2 separate regions of the Nomascus leucogenys genome follow, and region 2 is linked to region 1. Evidence: chromatin contacts called from public Hi-C data. All regions are on one chromosome and are shown on one strand. Each heading gives the region's core, a stretch centred on a gene start, on an enhancer-like site or on the middle of the called end of the contact. The rest is flanking DNA. Distances are from core to core; before and after follow the strand shown. Region 1 overlaps SDE2 (replication stress response regulator SDE2). Region 2 has its middle 38 kb from the start of LBR.

What was found. A called contact is a pair of places that touch in the nucleus more often than the background predicts.
Region 2: a Hi-C map of a lymphoblastoid cell line shows a contact between it and region 1, with 9 times the contacts expected there. The contact joins two enhancer-like sites. A contact is called at or near these places in 2 of 4 Hi-C or Micro-C datasets (a lymphoblastoid cell line and an unstated tissue).

Annotation. Positions count from the first base shown.
Region 1 is chr5:21,964,172-21,969,109 of Asia_NLE_v1, forward strand. All of the region lies in intron 7 of SDE2 (replication stress response regulator SDE2), which reads left to right. Among named protein-coding and RNA genes, the nearest start is that of SDE2, 19 kb to the left of the region's middle. Within about 2 kb of position 3,455, the one cell type or tissue checked has an H3K27ac peak away from gene starts, as active enhancers do. A contact at or near this core is called in a lymphoblastoid cell line, where this site is marked.
Region 2 is chr5:22,480,498-22,485,403 of Asia_NLE_v1, forward strand. No RefSeq gene overlaps it. Among named protein-coding and RNA genes, the nearest start is that of LBR, 38 kb to the right of the region's middle. Within about 2 kb of position 1,769, the one cell type or tissue checked has an H3K27ac peak away from gene starts, as active enhancers do. A contact at or near this core is called in a lymphoblastoid cell line, where this site is marked.

The sequences.
Region 1 (4,938 bases), core at 2,205-4,704:
ACAATTTCTGCTTTAAATAATGATATGTATTTTAAAGAAATTAAGAGGAAAAAATAAAATCTTTTCTATTTATTCACATATTTACCATTTCTAATATTCTTCATTTCTTCTTGAAGATCTAGTAGCCTTTCCCTTAAGCCTGAAGAACTTTCTGTAGCATTTTTTGTGTCTCCTGGCAACAAATTAGTTTTCTTTTTCTTTTTCTTTTTTTTTCTTTTTTTTTTTTTTTTTGAGATGGAGTTTCCCTCTTATTGCCCAGGCTGGAGTGCAATGGCACAATCTCGGCTCACTGCATCCTCCACCTCCCGGGTTCAAGCGATTCTCCTACCTCAGCCTTCCGAGTAACTGGGATTACAGACGTGTGCCACCACAACCGGCTAATTTTGTATTTTTAGTAGAGATGGGGTTTCTCCACGTTGGTCAGGCTGTTCTCAACTCCTGACCTTGTGATCCACCCACCTTGGCCTCCCAAAGTGCTGGGATTACCACCGCGCCTGGCCAGTTTTCTTTTTTAAAAAGAATCTCTTGGCTAGGTGCAGTGGCTCAGGCCTGTAATCCCAGCACTTTGGGAGGCTGAGGCGGGCGGATCATTTGAGGTCAGGAGTTCAAGACCAGCCTGACCTTCATGATGAAATGCTGTCTCTACTAAAAATACAAAAAAATGAGCCAGGTGTGGCAGTGCGTGCCTGTAATCCCAGCTACTCGAGAGGCTTAGGCATGAGAATTGCTTGAACCCAGGAGGCGGAGGTTGCAATGAGCCAAGATTGTGCCACTGCACTCCAGCCTGGGTGACAGAGTGAGACCCTGTCTCAAAAAATAAAAAGAATCTCTTTATAGATCTTGTTCCACTGTCTTCTGGCCTTCATTGTTTCTGATGACAAGTCAGTGGGTATTCAAATAGTTGTTCCCTTTATAGAATGCATCTTTCTCTTTGGCAGGTTTCAGGTGTGGTTTTCTATGTATTTTATCTTGGGAGTTTGATGAATTTCTTGGCTCTCTAAATTTATGCCATTTAATCAAATATAGGAAAGTGTCAGCCATTATTTCCTCAGATCTTTTTCCTGACCCATGTTTTCTCTCTCCTGGGACTTCAGTTATAAATATACTAAGCTTCGGTCTCAGTCTCTGAGTCTCTGTCTTTTTTTTTTTTTCTTTTTTTTTCCCACCAGACGCTTCTCTGTGTTCTTCAGATGATTTCTGTAATATAGCTAAGTTGATGGAGAATTTTCAAGCTAAAGTTGCCTTTTGGAGGAGTTGGCATCTTGCCAGAATGGGCCTGCCTTAGCACCTGCACTGTGCTCGTTGGCTATAAAGAGTCCCCAGAAAGTGTGGCCTGAGTGTGAACCCGGTGGCCCCAGAGCATCACTGAGTGATACTCCCCACAGCAGGAGATCTGAGAGGCATATTTTCGTGGCTGCCACAGTATGTTCTGTTGCTTAGGGAGGATTATTTTTCTAGTTTGGGTAGTTGGAAACAGTTTTCTTCAAATTATGTGGGTGCCTGTTCAGATCTTAAAAAGCACACCCAAAGGGAGCAGGGAAACATTTAGTGAAGGTTTACTTTTAAAAATTTTTTTATTTTATTTTATTTTTAGACAGAGTCTTGCACTGTCGCCCAGGCTGGAGTGCAGTGGTGCCATCTTGGCTCACTGCAAGCTCCACCTCCCGGGTTCACGCCATTCTCCTGCCTCAGCCTCCCAAGTAGCTGGGACTACAGGCACGTGCCACCACACCCGGCTAATTTTTTTGTATTTTTAGTAGAGATGGGGTTTCACTGTATTAGTCAGGATGGTCTCGATCTCCTGACCTTGGGATCTACCCGCCTAGGCCTCCTAAAGTGCTGGGATTACAGGCCTGAGCCACCGTGCCCAGCCTAGTGAAGGTTTACTTTACAAGATCAGAGGTTCATCTTTGGGAGACTCAGGCAGCCATGCCCAAAGAATTTCTTTCTTTTGTGGCAGCATGAAGCTGGCTGGGCCAGTGCCCCTCTCCTAATTGGCCTGGTTATCCTCTTCAGGTTGCCAGAGCTCTAGCTGGGCCCTGCTTTATTTAGCATGGGAGTGTGAGCAGCCGTTGCCCTGCTCCCTGCAGGCAAATAGACCTTGACTGGCAAATGAAAAGACTAGAGTTTTGTAATTGCCCCCTCTTGTAGCATTAAAGGCTAAAAGTAAGGAGGCTGCTGATGAGCAGAAACTGACCATCTTGCCACTCTCCTAGGTGGCTGTAGTTCTTCTAGCCCTCACTGATCTGTGCGTGGGAATGTTAATGGGCTTTTGCTGTGGGTCCATTTCACTCACCCACACATTTTGATTTGGAGATAGCTACCTTCCTCCTTCCTCTTCTGGTGCTTATACTGCAAGCTTCCTCATATTCCTTTTGTCAGTTCAAATGGGAGTTTGCAAGAGGGAATTAAACAAATATGCTCATATTACCATCTTAAGCCAGCACCTGTTAGTGATTTTCAAGGTGAAAAGTACCCCCCGAGAAAGTCTAGGAACACCAGATGTTAATTCTAGGCTGGTTCTGATCAAAATCATAAAAACATTGACTTAAACTTTATGGCCTTATTTGTGTGCCTGAACTAGAATACAGGAAAGGATATTATAGCCAGGTGTGGTGGTGCATGCCTATAGTTCCAGCTACTTGGGAGGCTGAGGTGGGAGGATTGCTTGAGTCCAGGAGTTGGAGGCTGCAGTGAATTTTTTTTTTTTTTTTTTTTGAGATGGAATCTCACTCTGCTGCCCAGGCTGGAGTGCAGTGGCATGATCTTGGCTCACTGCAACCTCCGCCTCTCGAGTTCAAGTGATTCTCCTGCCTCAGCCTCCCGAGTAACTGGGATTACAGGCACGCGCCACAACGCCCAGCTAATTTTTGTATTTTTTGTAGAGATAAAGTTTCACCATGTTGGCCAGGCTGGTATTGAACTCCTGACCTCAAGTGATCTGCACGCCTTAGCCTCCCAAAGTGCTGGGATTATAGGCATGAGCCACCACGCCCGGCCAATGATGCAGTGAACTTTGAAGGCGTCACTGCAACTCCAGCCTGGGCGACAGAGTGAGACCTCATCTCAAAAAATAAATAAATAAATAAAAAATACAAAGAAGCAGGTGAAATTAATTTTAGCAATATATTTTATTTAACCCAAAAATATTCAAAATATTTCAATAAGTAAAAGAAAATTGTTAATGAGATAGTTTACATTTTTGTGCTAAGTCTGAATCTGGTGTGTATTTTACACTTACAGCACTTGTCAATTCACAGTGGCTACATTCCAGGTGCTTAATAGCGCCGTGTGACTTTCAGCTCCTGTATTAGGCAGTGCCCCTCTAGAACACATCTAAGGCAAGGCAGTGAGCACAGCAGAACTGTCCACCTTAATCCAAACACACGTGTACAGAGCTGAATCAAAGCCAACGAGGCTGGGAGGACTTGGGGCTTTTAGCACGCTCTGCTCTTCCCTCAGCCACCCTTGTGATAAGTGGAATATATGTAAAATAAAAGCTTTATGACCAGTCAGATGTCTTTCCTGTGGGGACTCCTTACATGCCAGGCTGGCACAGGTGCAGAAACAAGTTGGAGAGCTGTGGTCTGTGAGTCCTAACCTTGGCCTTGCTGGTGCGGGGCTGGGTGACCTCATCTGGCAAACTGTGGTATCTGTTTAATTTTATGAATTGAGCTGTGAGGCATAGCTGAAATTTGCATGGGGGTGACAGACTTTAAAGCATCTTGCAAAAAAGTAGTAAGGAATTAGGAGTTGTAGACAAATGCTCAATGAAAACAGGAGTGTGATACTGGGTATTGCACCATACCGTAGTGCTGGATCCCTCAGTTTACCAAGTAGATCATTTGGTCCAATTACGGGGTAGTGTAGGAATGGTGATTAGCCTGGTATGTCCTATCTCTCCTTGTTGAAGTTCTTTTTTTTTTTGAGATGAAGTCTTGCTATGTAGCTCATGCTGGAGTGCAGTGGCACAATCACAGTTCACTGCAGCCTCCACCACTCAGGCTGGGACCACAGGCATGTGCCACCTTGCCCGGCTAATCTTTTAAAAAGTACTTGCAGAGACAAGGTCTCACTGTGTGGCCAGGCTGGTACTTACCTTTCAAGACGGCTCACAGGCTTCCTCTTCCAACTGCGAGCCTCAGTGAGGAAACAGTGGGCTTGTTGTGGAATTTATTCTGCAGCCCTCCAGCCTCCAAACATTAATTGTGCATGTCTGATCAGTAAAACATTTGGGGGTGCACCCCACATGATGACACTCATCTGTCAGAGCCCTCCATCTGCCTTGGAGTACAAGCCCACGCACTTGCAGTGGCCGGCAGTCCCCTCTCAGACTGTACGCCTCTTCCCTCTCTGACCTCATCTACTCCTCCTCACTCCACCGCAGCCCCCAGGGCCTCCTTGCTGTTTCCTGAACCAGCCAAACACACTGTGCTCCCCCCGCCGTGGCACTGACTGTCTCTCCTTTGGGAACAGTCTTTCCCCAGACGTCCCCAGGGAAGACTCTCACCTCTCACTGGGTTTAAAATGGCAACCCCCACCCCCATCACTTTCTTTCCTGACTGGTTGGTTGGTTGGTTGGTTTTTTTGAGACAGAGCCTTGCTGTGTTGCCCAGGCTGGAGTGCAGTGGTGCTGTCTCAGCTCACTGCAATCTGTGCCTCTGGAGTTCAAGCAATTCTCCTGCCTCAGCCTCCCAAGTAATTGAGACCACAGGTGTGCGCTACCACGCCAAGTAATTGAGACTACAGGTGTGCGCTACCACGCCCAGCTATTCATTCATTCATTCATTTATTTGATTGATTGATTCTATTTTTAGTAGAGACAGGGTTTCGCTGTGTTGGCCAGGCTGGTCTCAAACTCCTGACCTCAGGTGATCTGCCCATCTCGGCCTCCCACTGCGCCTGGCCGACAGTTTTGTTTTTTTTGAGATGGAGCCT
Region 2 (4,906 bases), core at 519-3,018, 510 kb after region 1:
GGCGTGAGCCACCATGCCTGGCCCCAGGTTTCTTTCTGTATAAGAACACCAGTCATATTGGATTAGGGCCCACTCTAATGACCTTATGCCCTCTTGATTTACCTTTGTAAAGACTCTATCTCCCAATAGGGTTACGTTTTGAGGTCCTGGGGCTTAGGACTTCAGCATATGCAGTTTGAGGGGACACACCATTTAACCTATAACACACCCCAATTCCAGGTTGCCATGCTTACTGGCAGAAGCCTCACCTTCTATTTATATGTCTGAACCATGGTGCCTGTTACCTATGGCAGGGGCACTCACATGCAGCAGTTGCCTCATTGTAGTGTGTACCGATATGTACAGTTGGCTAGAGTGTGTGATCGTCTGGGGACTCAAGGCACCTTAAACATGTGGGGTAGGAGGTGGGGAGGGGAGAATGGGAAGAGAAAGCCCTGAGGTCTTGTTCTTGGCCCAGAAACTCCTGTGCACACCTCTGCAGGTACACTCCTCTGCAGGTATGCAGGACTGCCCAGAAGACAATTCACCTTAGTTGCCTAGGCCACCCCGGGCATTTATGCATCTTTCTGGGAGGGGAGCAGAGAGGAAGGGCTGGGCAGGGGTAGCAGCTGCAGCCCTGTCTGCCGCCCCGGAGACTCAAGCTCACAAATGGCCTATAGTCTGGGGGCTGGGGTGCAGAGTCCTTGTTGCTTAGGGTTGCTGGATTTAGCAAATAATAATACCAGATGTCCAGTTACATTTCAATTTCAGATCAATTACAAATAATGTTTTAGTATCGGTATTTTCCAAACATTGCATGGGACATACCTACGTTAAAAAATTACTTGTTTACCTGTTAGAGGAGGCAGTTAGGAAAGACCTCTCTGAAGAGGACATTGGGCAGTGATCTGAGTGAAATCAGGGACACAGCAGTGCAGATCTAGGGGAAATAACGGAGAAAGAGAGAACAGCAGGTGCATAAACGTGGCTGAGGAGCCCCACAAAGGCCAGCGTGGCACGGTCTGCCATTTTAGCGTGAGCTTGTTGAGGTGTGGATTCCAGGCCCTGCTTCTAGTGCAGTAAATATGGGGCAGGTACGGGACCCCATCAAGAAGCTCAGTTCGCATCTGTCCTATTCCCTACTCCTTCTCAAGTTTTCAGACACAGTCCAGGGGGTGAAATGCACCATCGTGGGCTCAGAGCTGGGGTGCAAACCTCTCCAGTTACTGATGAGGAAACTGAGCTCCAGGGGGTCTTTAAGGATCTCATCCAAGGGATCTGGTCAGAGGACAGCATGGTGCTTTTGTGCACAGCCAGGTCCAGGTCTTCCGGGGCACTTCTAAAAGGAGTATGGGGAGCAGTGTGTGGTTTTTGGGGAGCCCCCACCCACTCCCCGCTGCCTGTAGCTTTGAAGCTAGGGCTTCCTGCGTGGCCCTGTTGGGCCCTGCTGATCCTAGAGGTCTCACAGCTCATGGCCCAGGGTCCCTGAGGTTGTGTCCACCTTCTGGCTTTCTGGCCCCTTAACCTTTGGCAAATACTTGCAGGTCTAACTTGAGTCCCTTGCTAGAGCTTGTTTCTTTCTTCATGTTTGAAAGAACATAAAAGAGAGAGAAAGGACAGTTAGATCTATTTATGGAGCCGCAGCCCTAGAAAGCTCCTATCTGTTCTTTCTCCAAGCAGGAAAACCAACTGTAGGCCTCTGACCTCCTCCCTCTCTGGCTCCCAGTGGCCTCCGAGAGCCCCTCCAGCTGCCGAGAGACGCGGACTCTGCAGGCCCCTCACTGCCGGCACCTTCAACACCTAGAGCCTCCACCTGGGCCAGTGGTGGGGGTGGGGAGAATCGAGGAGCAGGAAGAGAGGTGAAGGGACACTGCCGAGGAGCCCCCTGCTCTGTTCTTCGTCCTAGACACAGGGAGCACCGGCTTCTCCGCAGCCTTGCCTGGCGCTGCCCTGCAGCCACCCATCCCCCTTCTGAAGGATGCACCCGGCACAGAGAGAGGGAAGCGAGACAGGAAGTGACCTCAATTTCCCCGGCCACAGAAAGGGCGGCTCCCCCTGCCTCTGCAGCTGGGTGTGAGTCCCGGGAGCTGAGAGCCTTGCCCCCTGCTCCATCCTTCTCTTTTGGGGGTCTCTTCAGTGTCAGGACTTGGAGAGCCTGGGCGCGGGACTTGATCAGAGAGGCCTTGAGTGCAGTGGGTGCTTATCTGGTGTCTGTGGCCCTGAGGTCTGGGACAGACACTGCGGGTCTTTCTGGGCCACACCCACGGGGCCTGCCAGCCCCCCTGGGCTTGGCACAGTGGAGGGGAGACACACCCAAGGCCCTGGATGTGCCCAGCTCTCTGCAGCTGTGGGTGCCTCAGGCCGGCTGCTGATGGGTCTCAGTTTCTGAGGGGGTGGCAGTGAAGTTGCAGAGAAGAAACCTACGAAGGTGCCCTGTCAACTGCCACACGCCCAGATGCACGTCGACAGCCCATCACCGCCTCTTGCCTGTCCTCCCTGGGGACCGGCAGATCATGGGAGGTGGCTTGTCAAGGGGAGACACATTTGGATGACACCAAGCCGAGCTTCCTGTCTTGAGGCTGTTTCTGCTTTCTCATCTTCCTGCTAATGAGTTGCCTTTCGTGTGTGTAAGTTCAGAGGGTCTCTGTCACTGGTGTAACCGCTCCAGAACATTTGAACATGAAACAAGCATCATTTCCCTAAATTAAATTAAATCCCAGCCGCACCTCCTGAGAGGAATCATCCACTGGGTTCCTGGGCGGGAAGGGGTCCTCACGGCATGTGTCAGAGACGTTCGAACCAGAGCAACTCCATCTTGCATAGGGGCTGGGGAAAATGAGGCTGAGACCTACTGGGCTGCATTCCTGGATGGTTAAGGAAGTCGCAGGATGAGATAGGAGGTCAGCACAAGATACAGATCATAAAGACCTTGCTGATAAAACAGGTTGCAGTAAAGAAACTGGCCAAAACCCACCAAAACCAAGACGGCCATGAGAGTGACCTCTGGTCATCCTCACTGCTACACTCCCACCAGCGCCATGACAGTTTACAAATGCCATGGCAACATCAGGAAGTTACCCTATATGGTCTAAAAAGGGGAGACATGAATAATCCACCCCTGGTTTAGCATATCATCAAGAAATAACCATAAAAGTGGGCAACCAGCAGCCCTCAGGGCTGCCCTGTCTATGGGGTAGCCATTCTTTTCTTCCTTCACTTTCTTTCTTTTTTTTTTTTTAATAGAGTTTAGCTCTTGTTGCCCAGGCTGGAGTGCAGTGGTGAGATCTCGGCTCACTGCAACCTCCGCCTCCTGGGTTCGAGCGATTCTCCTGCCTCAGCCTCCTGAGTAGCTGGTACTACAGGTGCCCATCACCATGCCTGGCTAATTTTTTGTATTTTTGGTAGAGACAGGGTTTCACCACGTTGGCCAGGCTGATCTCGAACTCCTGACCTCAGGTGATCCCACCTCAGCCTGCCAAAGTGCTGGGATTCCAGGCGTGAGCCACTGTACCTGGCCCCTTCACTTTCTTAATAAACTTGCTTTCACTTTACTCTACGGACTCGCCCTGAATTTTTTCCTGCGCGAGATCCTAGAATCCTCTCTTAGGGTCTGCATCCAGACCCCTTTCCGGTAACACATGGGCTCATGTGGGAGTCCTGAGGCTTCTGGGGGAACAGGAGCATGGCGCCCACCTTGGCTTAATCCTGGGCACTCACTGCGGCTCCTCTGTTCCCTGAACAGTGTCCCCCACTCCAGGGGCTCAGAGATGTCCCCACGGGGTCCTCCTGGGTGGCCAGACTGTGCCCAGGGACCCCTTCAGGGCTCTTGAGACGGGGGAGCTCTGTGGCTCTTCCAGGGTCCACACCATGGCCCGTGGGCAGTCTGGCCGCCTGGGCAGGAGGCAGGCCTTTCCTGTCGAAGGACCCCAAGCCCAAGGGCCCCTTCCTGCTGGGTCTCGGGCAACTCAAGTGATTCCTCTCTGGTCTGACTGTGGGAGGTGGTTCCTTCTTGCCTGGGCAGCCCCTGAAGCACAGAGAATCAGCTCCCAAGCCCATCCTTCCTTCCCACTCTGGGAGCCTGGCGGAGGAGCACAAAGTCCTGTCTGTCCTTCCAGGTTGGGGGACGGCGCATTCCTCTCACCTCGTTTCTTGTGCACAGACAGCTCATTTCATAGCCATCTGGCAGGCGCTCAACCAAAGACGTCTCATGGCACTGTGGATCAGGAAAAGACAGCTGGTGCTGGAGTCCTACGTGGTTCACAGCCCCAGGCCCCAGCCCGTAGCCCTGCCTGCATCACCAGGCTCTCAATGGGACAGGAGCACCCTGCTGTGCCCATTTTGCTCACCCAGAAAAAAACTTTGTAAAAGGCTTTGTGTTTCCTTCCCTAGCCCTGGCTAACTGGGCATGGTCACACTGTTTTTTTAGATCCCACTTCCTGTCCCACCCAGCCCCAAATGTCCATGGAACCGGCCCCACTAACCTGCATCCAGCTGCCTCTTCCACCTGGGCCCTGCTCTCAGATGGAAGTGTCACCAAACACCCAGATCGCCGTGCTCCTGCTTCTCTGGGTAAGCACTTCCAGAGGCTACACAGGCGCTTGCCAGGTTCCTTGGGCTTACGTTAGGCTGTGCCTTCTTTCCTTGTGGCCCATGCACAGGCCTCTGGCCAGCTCTGTCCAGGTGGCAGCTCTCCTGGGGTCCGGCAAGCTTCCTCTGCTCGGACTCTGCCAGTCAAAGCCCAGCCCTGGCTCCTGGAGTCTGCAGCGCAAGTGGCCTCAGAAGCCCAGCCTCCCTCTGCCGCTGAACCCTGCAGCCCTTGTGTGAGGTCAGACCCCAGCGCCCCTCATTTCCTTCTTTGGAATGCAGGACTGACCTGCAGACAGAGGCCTTTGTCTGCGTATAAGCCCAGACAAGCCTCCCAGGTCCT